Linked DNA regions of Sus scrofa: regions 1, 2 and 3 are each linked to region 4. The links are chromatin contacts, called in public Hi-C and HiChIP or PLAC-seq maps. All regions are on one chromosome and are shown on one strand. The core of a region is the stretch at or near the end of the contact, and the rest is flanking DNA. Distances in the headings are between cores, read along the strand shown.

Region 1 (2,992 bases), core at 369-2,868, 480 kb before region 4:
TCCACACTCGGGCCAAGTGCAGCCTAAGTCTAGTGGCTAGACAGCTTTCATCTCTGCTAGACCTGAGCTCCCTGGGCGAGCTACGCTTATCTCCCTCCCAGCAACACCACATGGGTCCTGGCCAGGCACACTGCTGAGGCTTAGCAGCCATCGGAAGGCACTGGATAATCAGACCCTTCCCCTCCCGCAGCCTCCGTTCACAGACCCTCCGGAAGGTGGGGGAGGGAAGAGGTGGAGAAAAAGGGTGGGCGGGAAGAGGTAGGAGGGGTTCCCTCCCGCGAGCAGCAGAGCATCCCTGGTGGCCCCACCCCCATCCCAGACGCCTTCCCCCGCCCCCGTTCCCCCTATTCCCCTTCCCAACTCTGCGAGGGATCGCCAGGCAGACCCCAAGGGGGTGCGGGCAGTACCAGGCCGCCGCCGCAAGTGCTGAGCGAGACGAGGGAGCCGGGGTGGCCCAGCACGCGGCCCGAGTAGAAGCACAGTTCGGCGGGGCGTCCACGGCGCCCTGCTTCGCCAGCCTCCTCCACCTCGAAACCGCCGGACAGAAAGCGGAGGTCGCGACGCAGCTGCAGGTACAGGTCGCGCCCGAAGGCCGGCAGGTGCAGCAGCAGGGCGCGCTCGCCAGGCCGGGCACGCGGGGCGGCGGGGGGCGCGCGGGGTCGCCGACGTCTTCGCGGCCCTGGGGCGCCAGGCAGCTGCGGCAGGTGCACGGCGTCTGGGCGCACCCGCCGCGGGAGCACCACCTCCACGTCGGCCGCCGCGTCGCCGACCGCTGTAAGAGAGGAGACGCGTCAGCGCGCCGGGGCCCGGCCGCCCCGCCGCCCGCCCACCGAGCGCGAGGTCCAGCGCTGGGCATCCCGCGCCAGCCCAGAGACAACACGGCCCCGAGCCGTTGCTCTCTTTCCTTATCTCGCCCAGGCACCTCCATGCCACTCAGCGCCTCTCCCCAGACCCCGCGCCACCCTGGAAAGGTCTCCGGCTGGGCTACCCGAGCACCTCCGGGAATACGGCCGCCGCATCGGCGTCCGGAGAACTGGCGGCGGCGCGACCGCCCGGGAGCCGCCTGGAGCCCAGTCTTCCGGCCGCGGCCCGCGCCCCCTGGACCCGGGAGCTGTCAGCTGTCGGCCGCCGGATCCCGGCCACGCCGGCAGGCGGAGGCCGCCAAGATGCCTCGGGAGGGCAGAAGGAAGGTGGCCGCGAGAAGCACGAGCTAAGGGGCGGGAGTAGAGGGAGCGTTACCTGCACCCGAGTCCAGTCCCCAAACCAGCAGCAGCAGCAAGGGCAGGACAAGGGGAGGCAGCAGGGCGCCGTCACACATGGTACTTGGGAGGAGCAGCCCCCCTTGACGGTCGCGGCGGAACAGGAGCGCGCGAGGCGGCGGCGCCAGCCGGAGTGAAGCCCTCCAGCCTTTGGAAAAAGTAATTAGCGCTGCGGACAAACCCAACGTGGTAAATCCCAAGCCCCGCCTTCTCCTCGGAAAGCTGGAGATGATAGGACTCTCGCTTTGCTTTACCCCGCCTCCCCCTTCTCTATTGGCTAAGAAGGGTCTAAACCAGGGTGCGTAGTTAGGTTGTAAGAATTTTCTTACACGTGGTTTCTGGGCAGTGGCGGGGAGGGGGCACCAGGTGGCGCAAGGGAGCCGTCTGGAGCCGCGCTGTTGAGGAGGACCCAGGACACCTGACTGGTCTTCAAAGTTTGTCCCCATTTTTGTAACCCTCTCAAACCCTGCTGCTCAGCTTCCCAAAAAGACAGTCCAGAAATCCTAGCCAACAGATATCATCCATAAAAGTATATTTTCTCTGCATCTAAAGTAAAACCAATTTGGGTTGTCTGTAGCTGGGCACTTTCTTGCTCTAGGTGCGCAACTTTGCACGGGATGGCTAGCCACTTCCAAGGGAGAGGTGTTTATGCAAATCCTTCACACCTCCTGTCATCTTTATCTGCACGGAAGCTGGTGGCACAGGCGAGATCACACACTCTTACAGACTTAGACACTGAGGGGGCGAGAGTGAGCATAAGGAGCTTGCTGAGTTAGCCAGTGGGTTTGTATCCCAGCAAGAGCTAGAATGTGGCTCCTGGCTTGCGGACGGGGCTGTTCTCTCCACGGCAAGAGCCCTCCATGGCACGTAGGAAGGAATATTAGCCCAGTTTTACAGGTTAGGAAACTGGGACACAAAGTAGCAAAGACTGAACTTGAACCCAAGTCTTTCTGCAACAGAATGAATCATTCATAACTGAGCAAGTTCTGGAAGAAAAACAAAACAAAACAAAATTAACTGAGGTGTAACCATTCTCATGTCTCTTCCCCTCCCCCTCCCTGCTTGCCTGTCCTGCCTGTTTCCGTTTTTTCAAGGCAGAGGGGCAACAGCACTCCTCTTGGACTCTGCTTAGGGCCTCTCAGAATCTAAAATGCACCCCAGGGTTACATGTTATCGACAGGAATCCAGAAGTGAGCACTGTTCAGCTTTCCTGACATTTCATTAACCCTGGTAGTGGGCTGTGTCACTGATTCTCAGTAAAGCCCATCACTCTCACTACTGCAAACTTGCTAGTCTGTGTGTCCCCTAGGGTGCTGCTAGTGGAATCCTTTTCTGCTCTGTCCACCGCACCCTCCACTGCTCCAGGGGCTGCCACCCACCACCAGACACCTAGTTCCTGGAAACCTCATGCAGCTTGCTCATGGCCTAGTTTGGGTTTTTTTCCCCCTCCCCTTGAAAGCAGCCTCAGCTGACTGAAGGTTCAGCAGCCTCTTCTGGTGGCACAAGAAATCATGGAGAGCTTTTTGGTGAAGATTTGTTGGGCAAAGAGCCACCTCAAAGGCTGGTTACTAAAAGCCAGGAGTAGCAGCCCCACTACCTTGCGGGAACAATTCCTTCTGCCATCAGGAGTCTACTTGATGCTCAGTAGTCCGCAAGGGCATGCAAACTGAAGCAAGAGCAGGATACCATTTCATCTTCCAGCCTGTCCGAACTGAAGCACTTGGAAATATCAA
Region 2 (3,153 bases), core at 302-2,801, 340 kb after region 4:
GGACTGTAGGGTTTCATAGTAGAGGAGAGTGAAGGAATTTTCTAAATCTTTCTACTCATGCCTACTTTTGTGTTACGATGTTTGCTTTCCTCCCCAGCTGCAGTAATTGTGGTGACTCAGAGGACCGATAATTTGTATTTAATTATGCTGTTATGTTCAAAACATTTAACATTTTTGGAGGATATGTCCTCAGCAACTGTTAGCATCCAACTACTTAAAAGCTACTGGTTCAGGGGGAATGTGTTTTTGAAACAGCCAAGTGTAATAATCTATATCAGGTCTGATGAGGAAATCAAAATGCAGTGGCTGTGAAAAACTAAAAGAGTTTCTTGTCACTCACAATGGCTCTAGAGATAGCTCAGAGTTAGCCCGCAAGAGCCATGGATATGGAGAAAATGTGAAGCTCTAACCTATGCTGTTAAGTGAAAAACCACGCAACAAGATACACAGGGAGTGCCCTACACACCATCAAGCAGAGTTTTTCTCCCATTAAAAGCTGCAACTGAAACAAAAACCTATGGTACATTCACCAAAATCAATTTCAGAAGCATAAAATAGTTTCCCTTCTACATAGAGTTGTACTTCTTACTCTTAATATCAGACTAACTTTTGAAATATTTAAGTAAGTGTAAAGCCACGCCTTGATTTTTTATCAGGCACTAACCCAGGGCAGCAGCAGCTCCATCCAGGTGCCTCTGCCTCAAGGCCCTCAGCCGGGTAGACAGCTTCTGAAAGACCACGTAGAGAAGAATGCAGCAGAAGACGATGTACCAGCCATAGGTGGCCAGCAGGGAGCCCACTGGAAAGAAGAAACAGTTTTCAAGAAAGGAAAAAAGACGGGGCTTTTCCATGAAATTCCACAAAGGCAAAATGAGCCTAGTTCCTTCCGGGTCTGGCTGAGATCTCCTAAGCAGGCAGTTACAACAGGGAGAAGTGCGACAATTCAGGGACCACTGAGAAGGGACTTCTCAACCACTTGGGGAACACGAGGGGGCAAGTCCGGAGGATGTGGGGTACGCCAGCCGGGTTTCGAGGGGTGAAGGGAAGTGTACTGACTCAGGAGACCAAAGGCCTTTCAGATTCTGCCAACATATAGAAAGGGGTGACTTTGCGGGGCTAACACAGCGCCGGGGGTGCGCTTGGGGCGGGGAGCCGAGGCCTGAGGCAAACACCAAGCGGCGAGTGACCCCAGTAACCGCAACCCGGAAAGGCTTGTTCCGTATCGAGTAAAGGACTAGCGCAAAAAAAGGGTCGACGGCGCCGCCCAGGGAAGCGCCGCTCTGGGAGGGCTTCCACGCGCGCTCCGGGCCCACTGCCCGGGCCTGCGTGCGGCGCTGACAGCCGGGTGCCGGCCGGGCCTGGCCCGGGCGCAGCGGAGAACCACCCACCGAACATGGCGGTGCAAACCCTCTGCCCAGCGGCCCATGCCAACTCACCCGTGACGTGAAGGAAGCGCAGGCCTTCGGTCTCCAGGGCCGGCCGCGCGGACAGCTGGTCCCCGTCCTGCTCCATAGCCACCAGCGTAGGGCCTGGCCCGGCCGGCTGCGTCAACTGGAGCCTTCTCCTTCCGGCCAACCCCTATGTACACGTGGCGCGCCAAGCCGGCATTCAGGCGTCCGAGCCAATCGCGTCGCGACCCGGCCCAAGCGTTCGGCCAATCGTAGCGAGGGCGTGGCCGAAGCGACCCAGCGGGGAAGAGGGGAGGAGGGAGGGAGAGTTGTGAGGGCTTGAAAAGCGATTGCTCGGGAGGGGCGGTGGCTAGATCCCGGAGGAGCTGAGAGAGACCGGGGAGGGGCGGGGTGACCTGCTGCCTGAGGGGTGTCCCAGCTTCGCTGCGCCTTCGGCCTCTTGGCGACTTCCTCACAACCTCCTTAGGGAGTGTTTGCTTTTGATTGGACACCGAGGTCGTCCGGGGAGGTTGGAAACCGGATTTGCGCCCACACCCTTAATCCTGGCCCAGAAAGTCCCCGCTCGCCTAGGAGTTCTATTCTTTAGAATCAAAATCTCTGGAAAAAGAATGACCCCAACAACCAATGGCCCCACCTCGCACTGAATCTTACTGAGTGTCACAAGGCTTGATGATTATGTTTAATAGCGTCCTGGCTGTTTTCTTGGCCCACCTCCACCCCTCACCCACCGCCACCTCTCTGAGGCCAACCTTAACCACCACCCCCCCTTTTTAGGCCGCACCCAGGGCATACGGAGGTTCCAGGCTAGGGGCTGAATCAGAGCTGTAGCTCCGGGCCTGTGCCACAGCCACAGCAACACAGGATCCAGCCACATGTACAACCCATACACCACAGCTCACAGCAAGGCCGGATCCTTAACCCACTGAGCGAAGACAGGGATCGAACCCGCGTCCTCAAGGTTAACCACACTTTTTGAAATCTGACCTTGAGATTTTCTTGAAGAAGGATTTAAAGTGAAGGTACCTAGTCATGTCTCAAAAAAAGGGATGAGGATTAGGAATAGGGCCAGGAGGACCTCAGAGTGTGTGCCCACGCGAGGCTGGAGGCCCAGGGCTCCCTTGGCTGCCTCACCCAGACTTTTCTCAAGGGGGCGACCTCTGAGACTTCACAAGGGCCTTTTCAGCACTGAGTCGGAAAAGCAGTAAGAAGGGCTCCTCACTGAAGAACTTGAATTCATGTGCCTTGGCAAAGAAAGCCTGAACGTTTTACTTTTTTTTTTTTTTTGGTCTTTTCTAGGGCTGCACCCGCAGCATATGGAGGTTCCCAGGCCAGGGGTCTAATTGGAGCTGTAGCCACCGGCCTACACCAGAGCCACAGCACTGCCAGATCTGAGCCTCGTCTGCAACCTACGCCACAGCTCACCGCAATGCCGGATCCTTGACCCACTGAGCGAGGCCAGGGATCGAACCTGCAATCTTGGTTCCTAGTCGGATTCGTTAACGACTGTGCCACAATGGGAACTCCTGAACGTTTTTCTTAATCTTGAAAGAGCACTCCTCCAATTGGGAAATTAAGGACTTGATTTTATCAGTTAAGACTGTGAATACAGCCCTTTTTTGATGAGTTTAGGAAGAATTTTATCCACCTCCCCACCGCCTCCCCCATTGATATTTCTCCTCCTAACTTGTGAAAAATGACGAACTCTTTGCTTTGAGGGGGTTTCTTACTTGCTCTGGCATCTTGC
Region 3 (2,886 bases), core at 353-2,852, 270 kb before region 4:
TTTTATTACTATTTTACATATAGTTTTATGCCTCATAGGTTTTGCTAAGAGAGCAGACTTCATAAAATTTGATTTCATAAAATGTTTTAGAACTAAGCAACACTGTACTAAATAGTCCATGAGTGTTTGATCATATAATTTTGGAGGCGTCTCATTTGTTTGTTTGTAGAACATGCATGAATTTTTTTTTTATGAACAAATGAAAAATTAAGGATGACTCTTATGAGAAGAAAGCATTTTATTGTATTTTATTTTTGTCTTTTTAGGGGTGCACCTGTGGCATATGGAGGTTCCCAGGCTAGGGGTCTAATAGGAGCTGTAGCTGCTGGCCTACACCACAGCCACAGCAACACCAGAGCCAAGCCGTGTCTGTGACCTACATCACAGCTCATGGCAACGCCGGATCCTTAACCCGATGAGCAAGGCCAGGGATCTAACCTGCAACCTCATGGTTCCTAGTAGGATTCATTTCTGCTGCACCATGATGGGAACTCCAGGAGAAAGCATTTTAATCCTAGGTAGTTAGGTCTGCCCAGTTATCTTCACATGGAATTGCTGGCCTCCAGGAAGTGACCTGCATCCTCTGAGGGTTCTTCCCCTTTTCTGCCCCTGCTCAGGAAGGCCAGTAGGATGAGTTGTGTGCAGAACTGACCCCTGGCTTCAGGAAAGATTGGGGGCAGGTGACAAAATTTCTGTGACTTGAGGAGTAACATAGCTGATAAATCATTTTTGTTTCTTTCTCTCTTTTATTTCTTTTCTTTCTTCAAGAGATCTGTCAATTTAGGAGAGAGTTTTGAAAGTGTTTTAGAAAATAATATTTATACAGTGCTGAGGTTTCTCCCAACTTTTCACACAATGTGTGCTGCTTAACTCTTACCAAGATTCTTGTAAAATGAAGAATTCAGAATAGACTTTTATCTTATGAAAACATAATTTATCAAGATCACTTAGCATATATCTTACAAGCTTTGGAATTTTTACAGACCACAGAAAAACTTTTTTTTTTTAAACTAATACAGCCTAAAACAACACAGTCTGCCAGACCGCAGTACATCCGTAATTTAGAGCAGCAGATGTTGCTACACATGCTTCTCTTTAAGACCAAGAAGAAGCACAAGAGAAAATAAAATAAAAAGTTCAAAACAGAAGAGAAGCATGAAACAGTGCAGAGATGAGGGAGTTGGGAAGCCAAGGGCAGTTGGTTCAATTAGCAAAGAGAAGGGATGTGGTGATCTGGACTCTGTTTTTTGTGTACATCTTCTAAACACTTTGTAAGTCATGTTCATCCTGTTAACCCAGCTTTGATAACTCTCTAGTAAAATTTATTTTCCATTAAAACTCTGCTTGGGTTAAGCTGAGAAGTACGTGGTATTCATTATACTGTTTCATCATTTCACATTTCGAACAAGAGTCGGCTAAGATGTGCCATCCCATGGCAGAGTTCATTGCTTTGTCACAGAGTCTGCTAATGTTTTTCCATTTGGTTCTCACTCTAGCTGATCCCACAGTGAAGGACTTAATCGGAGGCTTCACTGCTCTTCACTACGCAGCCATGCATGGCCGGGCCCGGATTGCACGCCTCATGTTGGAATCCGAATACAGGAGCGACATCATTAATGCCAAAAGCAATGATGGCTGGACCCCCCTGCATGTGGCAGCCCACTATGGTAGGGACTCATTCGTCCGACTCCTCCTGGAGTTCAAGGCTGAGGTCGACCCACTCAGTGATAAAGGCACAACACCGCTTCAGCTTGCCATTATCCGGGAGAGGTCGAGCTGTGTGAAGATCCTCCTGGACCACAATGCCAATATCGACATTCAGAACGGTTTCCTGTTGCGATACGCTGTGATCAAAAGCAATCACTCTTATTGCCGAATGTTCCTTCAAAGAGGAGCAGACACAAACTTGGGTCGCTTAGAAGATGGACAGACGCCATTACATCTGTCTGCCCTTAGGGATGACGTGCTTTGTGCGCGGATGTTATATAATTATGGAGCGGACACGAACACAAGGAACTATGAAGGACAGACCCCACTGGCTGTTTCAATAAGCATTTCTGGAAGTAGTCGACCGTGTTTGGATTTCTTACAGGAAGTCACAAGTATGTAATTTAATTATTACTATTACTACTTTTTTTTTTTTTTCAATTGCATCTTCTGAGGAGCTTAAGGTGTTTTACAACTTAAAATGGCCAGACATGAATGATTCCTGTTAGCCCTACCTGGTAAGTAAAATGAAAAGAAGGCTCCACATCACAAGATTTCATAAAAAAACAGTTGTGTTACTAGAAGTAATGAGAGTAGATAGGGTGGGGTGAGAGAAGAAATGGAGAAAAAGAAACAGGAGAATTTTTTAAATTAACAAAGATCGATGTTAGAACAAGGCACTTCCTGCTATTCATAAGCATAGTATTTCCAGGCTTTTGTGGAATTAAGATTGAGGAATTAGAAGGAGGATTTTGGATATTGGCATCCATAGCTATGAAAGTGAGCTAGAATTTGCGCTCTATGGCTAAGCTCTTGCTCATATTTTATTGTTGCTTTTCTACTTCATTACAGTGTGGGACACATGAAATGGAACAGCAGTGTTATTTACTTACATATCTGAGTAATGCAGGTTAAGGGTTGTAAGGGTTGTAGCAATTGTTGTAAGGAAAAAATTAACTATCAGTGGAAAATATAGTGCCACTGTCCCTGGCCCACACAGGACATTGTAACTGACCTGTTTTTGTGCAAACAGGCACTTTTTTTTAAGCCAGGAAGTGTCCAACCCACCATGTGTAGCGACGCGTGTGTTGTATTATTTCCCTTCTCTCCCCTTCCCATTGTGCCCAGGGCATGTGGAAGTTACCAGGCCAGGGATTGAACCTGCACCACAGCAGCAAC
Region 4 (2,883 bases), core at 29-2,528:
TTAACTGACCTAGCAATGGCCCCCTGTAAACCTGTAACTAACACACGCCTAACGGATGGAGTTAAATGCTGGTATATAATCAGCTTGAAACAAGCCCCCTGTGTGTAGACTATCCCAACGGTTTTCTACAGTGGAGACATTTCCAAGACGGTTCCCAGGCTTACTTAAAAGGGAAATTGAATTGCTGCCCCCCCCCCATTGGCCACGTCCACTAGTTGTCTGCTCAAGCACTGGGCATGCACTTCCTCACGGTGCCGCTAGATGGCAGGGCCGCGCGCCCTTGGGGCGCTTTGTGGAGATTCGCGGGCTCACTCAACACCGTGGACGCCACGCCTTGCAAATTATTAGGGACTTTTCGGTAGCAATCATATTAACGCCTTTTGCATACTGGAATTAGAACCGCGGTGATGAGGGTAGGATTGCAAAACTGCACCCACCCTTTTGAAAGGGCGTCCAGTCCAGGAGAATTAGAGGGACAACCTCTTGGGAGTAAAGCAAAGCTGCCCGGCGGTCCCCTCGCCAAAGAGGGGCCCAAGGAGCTTGTCCGAGGGGCCACAGTCCTGGGTTTCCGCGAGGTGACGTGATGGCCCTGCAGCTGCCTGGCTTTTGTGAAATGGAAGTAAGGGTGGTGGCAATTTGTCTTTGTGCCTTGGGGTAAATCCTGGGAATGTTCTAGTCGTAACACTACGTGAGAGGAGCCTAGGAGGCAGGTCCTGCCAGGGTGAAGAATCATCTGCTTTTTTCCAAACCGGCTTCTCTTTACCCGGTGGGCACATGGAGCCAAATCCATGCCTGTCTGCAAGCATGGACATACATCTTTATGCTCTGCGTTTGTACAATGGCCTCACTGGTGGGAACATAGTTAAGGTAGCTTGAAACATAATAAACTGCCTATATGCCCCAATGTTTATCTACCACCTCCCCCCTCAAAAATAACCCCAGGCAATTTAAAATGATTCACCAAACAGTGACATATTTGTATACATCCATAATTACATTAGTAAATTCATGTGGTAGAAGGGGTGCAGTTTGAAAACTATTAAAGCTTTAAAGTTACACATTTCTAGTCTGCTCTATAGTTTTACACAAATGAATATTCCCGTCTTTTCCATATTTACTGCCAGAGTATACGATCTACATATATGAGTCAGAGGTTCATCAGCGGATTTTGCAGCGGAGCGGATCAGAGGGGCAGGGGAAGCTGGGTTGAGCAGAGAACGACCACTCTCAGCGCCGCGCCCGCCCCGCGTGGAAAGCAGGATGTCCCAAAGCGGGAAGGGCCGGGGGGCCTCCGGGCCAGGAGCAATGAGCGCGATCGCCTGGGATTTGCAGCAGGGAAACTGAGGCGGGAGGTCGGGGAGGTGGTGGTGGGGGTGCTCCCCGAACCAGTTCCTTGGCAACGCCGCCGCTCCGACCCTCGCTACGCACCCTTCGCGCCGCCTGCCGCCCGCCCTCCTCAGGATTGAGGAAGTGTGTGTCTGGCCCGGCCCCGCGAGCGGCCAGAGGCGCAGGGGCGGAGGGCAGAGGGGCGGCCCGGCCCGGATCCGCCGTCTTCCTCCCCGCCCGCGCTCAGCGCAGAGTCCAAGGCGCCGGCCGCCTCAGGTAAGCGCCGCCGGGCCCGCGCCCCGCCAGGGGACCCGCCGCCAGGCCCCGGGCGCAGGGCGACCCCAGGGCTCATGGCCCCGCCGCCTGCCGCCGCGCTCACGGGGCACGAGGCCCAGGCGGGGAACCCGAGACCCCCCGGGACGGGGCCCGGGCAGGGAGAGCAGACTCGAGCAAGGAGTACTTCTCCCTCCGCCTTTGGAAAAACTCGCTTCCTTCAAGTCGGAGTGGCCGTGAGAGCGCGTGTGCGTTGTGTGAGCCTGAGAGTGAATGTGCTTGTGAGCGAGAGTGTAAGCTGAGTGTGAGCGCGGGGGTGTGGGGAAGCAGCAGCTCCCTGCCCCGACGGCCTGGTGCGCGACGGCCGGCGCATCTTCATCCCACCCTCAGGCTGAGGCCCTCTTCTGGCCTGAGGGTCGGATCTCCGGCGGTGCGGATAAAACCCCGCCACCACCTTGGCGGTCTCTGCGGCGACCTCCCGGCAGAGGCGCAGGAGATGAGCGCGGATGTGGTGGAATGAGGAAGGGAGCCGAGGAAGGCAGCCGAGGAAGGCTGCCGAGGAAGGCTGGGGGTCGGAGGGATATGATAACGAATAATTGGGCGACTTCTGTGCTGGGCTCGACCAGCCCCTCTTTGTTTGAGGTCAAGAAGCTTTTCTCTCAGGAGCACATCCCCCTGCAGGGGTCTGAGAAGGAGAGATACGGGAGCCTGTAGTTTGTTTTTGGTGAGCCTCTCACCAAACACACCATTTTCAGACTTTGTCACTTATTGTGTCCAAATTCCCCTGGGCCTTAAGGGGACAACTAGAATATGCAGGATTTGGAAAAATGTTAACATTCCCCTCCTTTGGTCGTTTGGCTTCATTATCTTTGTTTATGCCCCGGAAGAATAAAAAAGTTAGAAACATACAAACCTCACACCTAATTTGTCCTGCAGAAGGTTTTGGGGGCCCTGCCCCAAGCCTCCACATCTCAGGGGGTGGCCTCATACTAAAGGTAGTAGGCACAGTTGCTCAGATCAAAAACCTAGGAGTCGTCCCTTGTCCCAACTCCTCATTCCTTGAATTCAATGGTTAGCAAGTCCTGTTGGGTCTCAAAGGTGTGTGGGGTCCATCCCCTTCCTTTTTATGGCCCACTCTAGTCCAAGCCACCAGCATCTCTTACCTGTGCAATTGCAGTGCTTCCCATACGCCCAGTCTCCATTTGGCAGCCATGGTGATTTTTTTTTTTTTAAGGTAAATTCGAGAGTGTCAGTCTTCTGCTTGTAACCCTTCAATAACATCTC

The links. A called contact is a pair of places that touch in the nucleus more often than the background predicts. HiChIP or PLAC-seq counts read pairs in DNA pulled down with a chosen protein or histone mark.
Region 1: a Hi-C map of embryonic fibroblasts shows a contact between it and region 4, with 2.9 times the contacts expected there. The contact joins the promoter of ADAMTS17 here to the promoter of LRRK1 in region 4. A contact is called at or near these places in 3 of 47 Hi-C or Micro-C datasets (embryonic fibroblasts, retroperitoneal adipose tissue and subcutaneous adipose tissue).
Region 2: a contact with region 4 is called in an H3K27ac HiChIP or PLAC-seq map of alveolar macrophages. The contact joins the promoter of SELENOS here to the promoter of LRRK1 in region 4. A contact is called at or near these places in 2 of 47 Hi-C or Micro-C datasets (liver and skeletal muscle) and 2 of 2 datasets of contacts at active chromatin or transcription factors (alveolar macrophages and skeletal muscle).
Region 3: a Hi-C map of embryonic fibroblasts shows a contact between it and region 4, with 3 times the contacts expected there. The contact joins the enhancer-like site here to the promoter of LRRK1 in region 4. A contact is called at or near these places in 12 of 47 Hi-C or Micro-C datasets (adipocytes, alveolar macrophages, brain and 7 more) and 1 of 2 datasets of contacts at active chromatin or transcription factors (alveolar macrophages).

The regions. Positions count from the first base shown.
Region 1 is chr1:139,014,063-139,017,054 of Sscrofa11.1, forward strand. ADAMTS17 (A disintegrin and metalloproteinase with thrombospondin motifs 17) reads right to left here and starts at 1,619. Exons shown (of 24, transcript XM_013993230.2): 1 at 1,240-1,619; 2 at 408-772. The coding sequence starts at 1,318.
Region 2 is chr1:139,835,372-139,838,524 of Sscrofa11.1, forward strand. It overlaps SELENOS (selenoprotein S), which reads right to left and starts at 1,552. Exons shown (of 6, transcript NM_001164113.1): 1 at 1,437-1,552; 2 at 665-799. The coding sequence starts at 1,512.
Region 3 is chr1:139,220,444-139,223,329 of Sscrofa11.1, forward strand. ASB7 (ankyrin repeat and SOCS box protein 7) reads left to right here. Exons shown (of 6, transcript XM_003121646.4): 5 at 1,497-2,102. Among named protein-coding and RNA genes, the nearest start is that of ASB7, 30 kb to the left of the region's middle. Within about 2 kb of position 1,603, at least 3 of the 83 cell types and tissues checked have an H3K27ac peak or open chromatin away from gene starts, as enhancers often do.
Region 4 is chr1:139,492,848-139,495,730 of Sscrofa11.1, forward strand. It overlaps LRRK1 (leucine-rich repeat serine/threonine-protein kinase 1), which reads left to right and starts at 1,279. Exons shown (of 34, transcript XM_021098586.1): 1 at 1,279-1,602.